Regions from separate parts of the Mus musculus genome. Here region 2 is linked to region 1. The links are chromatin contacts, called in public HiChIP or PLAC-seq maps. All regions are on one chromosome and are shown on one strand. The core of a region is the stretch at or near the end of the contact, and the rest is flanking DNA. Distances in the headings are between cores, read along the strand shown.

Region 1 (2,700 bases), core at 64-2,563:
TGAAATAATACTTTTGCAAACTTAAGCCCTCTCACTTTGGCCCCTTCCCAAGCAGCAAATACAAGTTATGGGCCACATTATTAGTGCACTCTTTGTTGTTAAGAGCCGCCCTCCACTCCCATCTGCCCTCCACTCCCATCTGCCCCCATTGTAGAAGAAACAAGTATGAACGTGAAAGCATCTCTTAACTGAGAGTGTTAACTCTCAGCTAACTGTAACCCTCTTGCTGAGAACGGGAGAGATCAAATCTTGGGGTCGGCCTCAACAGAACAATGGTTTTCAGCACACTGGTCAGGGTGCAGTCTAATTCAGAAGAGTCCTTCAGAGTCACATCTGTCCATTTCGCTTTCTTGCGTATATCCCCAAGCAAGCACAGATGCCGGTAATGCTGAGAACCACACCTAATAAGAGTGCAATCGCGTCTCCAGCTTCCACTGCTTCAACAACAGGCAGGATCAAAAGCAGCGAAGCGAGGACTAAGATCAATTGCGTTGAAACTGAATTCATGATGCTAGGATCTGGAGGGCTGAACTTGCCTAGAAGTTAAACACCGAACAAAAGAAACTGTTAAAAAAAAAAGCCTTATTTTTTTTTTTTTGAATGACAATATTAATATAAAACAATCTTTTAGACTGGAATTTGTGAATCATTTCAGATGTCAGTTTAAGATGACAAAACTAAAGACAGTCATTTTAGGTTATCATTAGAAAAGAGAGGGAAAAATGCATAAGATACTTGCCAAATAAAATACCCTAACAGGTAAAAGTCACATTTTATTAGCATGTCTCTTATCTAGAAAATTCAACACAACACGTGACTCTGTGAAGTTGTAAGGAATTAATAAGACTTACCGAAACAAGGGTATAAGTAATTCTACCCAACGTGAAATATTCTCTTTGGAACTTCCGGATGCTGAGGCTAAGAGGTTACTCGTGACACAGCCTATTTTAAAGAGGAAGCTAGAGTCAGTGAGAAACGAACAGCAAGGACAGAAATTGGTAACGAGTACAGAAAACACTCCCTAACAGTTCCTTCAAAAAGAGACTACTAGATTTAAAGTTAGTTCTCACACACAGATTGCTAAATGAAACCAAGCCGAGAAGCAAATTCATCCCAAGATCTAACATAAAGATCTGGAATTCCTTCGCCCTGGGAGGGTGCAAATTTGTTGGGTTGTGCAAGTACACTAGGAGAATCAATCCTGGAATCCCCGGGAGCGGAGTTTGTACCTTACCGGACCGAAAGCAGCCATTACAGGAATGGAGAGCAGGGCGGTGTCGCCAGACTACATTTCCCACAAGCCCTGCTGCCTACTCCCGTCATGCACAGCGCGCTCTGGGATCCCTGACTGAGGGATAGACCACAGGCTGCTTGTTGTTCGGGTTTCACAAGTTTGCCCTCTGGTTTTACTGTTAAAGAGAGGGTGAGTGTTCAAGAAAAGGTTTAGTGAATTCGTAGGACTAACGAAACAACAATACGTGTTTTCTGCCCTGTAAAGGAATTCTAGCCGCATGAATATGTCTTGTTAGTACTCTGAAATAAGGAAGTAACCGTGGGAGAGGGTAGCTGAGGGAAGCCATCTGTTTGGGAATGTTTCAAACCTGGGGCCTTCCAACATTTCTGCAGCAGAAAATCCCCGTTATCATTTTCCAAATGTGCCTAATGACATTTGCTAATTTTTTAAAACTAACGGGGAAAATAAGCACATTTAATCAGAAAGTTTGGAAAATATTGAATCATTTGTGGTGCAAATCAGGTTTAGAAAATATGGTTTCAGCCCTATACACAGATCTTTTCCGATTCGAATTCTTGTCTTTTTCAGAATGTTCACTCTCCACAGCCTCCCAATATTTTAAGATGCCAAGTTTAGTACTCAAAACCATTATAAGTATTATTCACATGCATCTGTAAGCATTAACTTTGAAAAGTTCTTGAAGTCTTGTTACCTGGGATATCCATACTAAATGTTCCTTCTGGCCCGAGCACTTTCATACTTACTGACAATTTGTCATCTTCTCATTGTAAGTTACTCACGGTGCTGAGTTAGAGGTGCCCGGACTTGTCCTGATAAAAATCATGCGAATACTGTGGGCACACTCAGTTGAGTGTCTATAATCAGCTTGTATTCTTGTGTTGTTGGTTCTCCTTTTAAACACAGTTGTATCTCTCTGACGGTAATGATTTATACTTCTGCTTCCCAAAAGACGTTTGGCAGGAACTTCAGCGACATTAGCTAGGAACAATAATTTGATGAAATAAATGTGCCAAGATTTTACAGGAGCTTCACAGAGGTGGTGAACACATTAAAGCAAGTTGTGTCTGATAGATTGACAGTGTTGTTTTTCTAAAGTTAATTATTTTAACAAATTCACTCTAATTGCACTTGTCTTATGTTGCTTTTGGCTTTGTATCTTTCCTATCAATTAGTTTTGGAATAGGACCTCTTGCTTTTATGACTTCCAAAATATCCTCCTACATTCCAGTGTTTTCATTTGGGAGGTTTTATTTTTCCTTATGTATTTGTTTCAGCTAGTGGAAGTCTGCAGACTAAAGTTAGTGCTTGTACACTTTTCTGTTCCTGAGTCTGTAAAGTGTCTTGCTTAAGCTTTAAGTTTGCAGAGTCTATGCATGGTAAAAATGTTCATCTTTTCAATTATTGTAGTTAGAAATTAACTAATGACTTGGTCTATCTGTAAAACC
Region 2 (2,700 bases), core at 63-2,562, 320 kb after region 1:
GTGACTTTCATTATGGTTCACATCATCTGGGAGGAATATTGTCTATTCCTGCAGGATAGTTATATTAAAACCCCTTTAAAACTGTGTTACAATTTTTAATTAGCTTACAAACTAATAGATTTCCATAAGGCTTCTTCATTTTGTTAATACATACAGTAACACTTATTTCTTCTATCTACCTACCTCATTCTATAGTTATACTCTAAATTCAAACTACCCAGACCTCTGTTACATCCCCTGTATACTACTATTGCTTTGGTTAGATTCACGTGGCTTACAAGACTGTAAGTATCTGTATAGCTTTTCACACAGTCTTCATTTTGGACACTTACACTAATAGCAAAGTATGCCAAGAAGTAAAACTCAAAGACACAGATCTCAATCTTGGAAGTGTTATGTTTGTCAGTGACAATAACAACAAGCATGATATATAAATAAATAAAATGCAATCATAGTTGCATCAAAGACAGAAACACTGAGAGGTCTATATTTTCATTTTGAGGATGTTGAATTTAAAAAGCAGAGACTATTAGCTGGTGAAAATGTATTTGAACAAGAAGGACCATGTTACAGTTCCAGCAAGCAGCAGAAGTTCCATAATTGACCACAAAGTTTTGGCTTTGGTCGAGGGTACCAAAAAAAAAAAAAAAAAAAAAGTGTGTGTGGGGAATTATGGAATCTTCCTCTACGCCTAAGGAAAGCTACTGAGGTCAGACCTGGATCAGTGGTGACCTAGCATAGAGATGTCATTGTATGAAGCTGTGAAGCTGAAGCCTAGGTTTCCTTGGAGATTCAAAGATGTAATAGATGCCAAAGTCATAAGACACCTGCCAAAGAAAACTGCTAATAGGATGTGGAACCAACCCAAGAAAGAGAAGTGTGTTGCAGTCAACAAAGGTGAAAAGGTATTATTACAAATAATACATATTATTATACACTGGTACAATAATGTAATGATGATCTGACATCAGGAGTGGAGAAGCAGAATTTGGAGTTTGTCTTGATGGTTTAAGTCTTGTTTTGATCCAGTTTTTTTTTTTTCACTCACCTCCATTTAGGAATGGTAATGTACATTCTGTGCCATTGTATGTTGGAAGTATCTGATCTGCCTTTTTTCTTTTACAGGGATTACAGGTAAGAGATTGGCATGAGACTCAGAAGAGGCTGAACTTTTAAACAATGTTGCTATTATTGAGTTTGGGAATTTTTACCGTTGTACTAAAAGCTGTTTTGCATTAGGACTCCAAGACAGTGAGTATAGAGAATGGAATGTAGTAGAACTACAAGACAGTGGGTATAGGGAATGGAACGTGGGGATTTGAGTAAGAACGGCCCCCATTCGCTCATGGATTGGAATGCTTGGTCATCAGAGATTGGCATTATTAGGCGATACATCCTTGTTGGAGGATGTAAGTCATTATGGATGGCATTTGAGGTTTCCAAGTCACAGGCCAGCCTTAGTTGCTCTCTTTCTCTTTTTTTCTTCTGCCTTTGAATCTGGATCTAGAGGTCTCAGCTATCATGACTGCCTGCAGTACACTGCCATGTTTCCCAGTATGATAATAATGAATTAAATCTTTGAAACTGTAAGAAAACCCCATTGTTTCATTTACAGGAGTTGATTATGATAGCTCTTTACAAGAATAGAATACTGACTAAGACAAGTATGTACACAGACGTGTGTGTGTGTGTGTGTGTGTGTGTGTGTGTGTGTGTGTGTGTGTTTGTGTGTGTGTAAGGAGGTCAACCTCTTGTGCATTTCCAGAGGATCCATCCACCTTGTTTTTTTGAGAGAAGTTCCCTCAATGGGATCTGTCTCACTGGTTAGGAAGACTGGCTAGCAAACTCCTGACCAAAATCCAATAACATTGAGATTATAACTGCATGCCATCATACCCATTATTTTTACAAGGATGGAGTGGATGGGGCTGAAGCCCTCGTAGTTACGCTGCAAGGGCTGTGTTTACTTCTAAGTTATACTTTTCTATAAACTCATACTCATATTTAGATAGCCATCATCATTTATATAGTTTAAAATGTACAGTAAAGCATTTGAGCAGAGGCAGAGTGGGAGATAGAAAGTTTATTGAACATTGTGGTAAGCCACAAATAGCACTACTGTGGTCGACTATTATGGAGGTGGCTTGCATAATTTGTATGCCTTGGGGCATGCTGATGGAATAGTAAGTCATTTTTCCAGGCCCATTGGTAATGGTTCTGAGGATACTAGAACCACACATATTGTACAATGTTAGAGTCTCCAAAGATGACTCCACTCCACAGCTTATTGACTACAGAGTTTTCTTCTCCTGCTTCCCCTGAGCCACACAAATTTCATGAGACCAGTAAAGAAATTAAAAATGAAAATAATTCAATTTGGGCAAAAGGGCATGAAATGGTCATAAAAGGCGATGTAGAGTGACTGAGTTATCCATCACAAGGAAATCTGTCAATCTCATATTCTCTTAAAGAGGTCCAAGATAATTGTGGTCAGTTTCTGTTTTAATCATTAACTCTTATTGGGAAGTGTATGATTTATTGCACATAATGTTTTCTTATTGTCTCAAATTAGAATTAATGTTGTGGGTGACCTAGAACTTCTGTACTCTAGCTACTGCTGATGGGTATTTTTGACTTGCTGTAGAGGGCTGCACTGACCCATAGCTCTGTATTACTGTGAATGTAGTAATCCACTTAGAG

What was found. HiChIP or PLAC-seq counts read pairs in DNA pulled down with a chosen protein or histone mark.
Region 2: a CTCF HiChIP or PLAC-seq map of the NIH/3T3 cell line shows a contact between it and region 1, with 11 read pairs. The contact joins the enhancer-like site here to the promoter of 2610001J05Rik in region 1. A contact is called at or near these places in 8 of 39 promoter capture datasets (the 3T3-L1 cell line, the C10 cell line, cancer-associated fibroblasts and 3 more), 1 of 15 datasets of contacts at CTCF or cohesin (the NIH/3T3 cell line), 7 of 484 Hi-C or Micro-C datasets (the AML12 cell line, adipose-derived mesenchymal stem cells, cerebral cortex and 2 more), 7 of 115 datasets of contacts at active chromatin or transcription factors (the NIH/3T3 cell line, astrocytes, bone marrow-derived dendritic cells and 3 more) and 1 of 9 other capture datasets (pancreatic islet).

Annotation. Positions count from the first base shown.
Region 1 is chr6:13,870,205-13,872,904 of GRCm38.p6, forward strand. 2610001J05Rik (RIKEN cDNA 2610001J05 gene) reads right to left here and starts at 1,314. Exons shown (of 3, transcript NM_001352887.1): 1 at 1,235-1,314; 2 at 852-942; 3 at 1-536. The coding sequence starts at 507. The coding sequence ends at 328. It overlaps 1110019D14Rik (RIKEN cDNA 1110019D14 gene), which reads left to right and starts at 1,365. Exons shown (of 3, transcript NR_045995.1): 1 at 1,365-1,423.
Region 2 is chr6:14,194,224-14,196,923 of GRCm38.p6, forward strand. No RefSeq gene overlaps it. Among named protein-coding and RNA genes, the nearest start is that of Gm38767, 180 kb to the left of the region's middle. Within about 2 kb of position 1,313, at least 15 of the 459 cell types and tissues checked have an H3K27ac peak or open chromatin away from gene starts, as enhancers often do. A contact at or near this core is called in the NIH/3T3 cell line, adipose-derived mesenchymal stem cells, cancer-associated fibroblasts and 1 more, where this site is marked.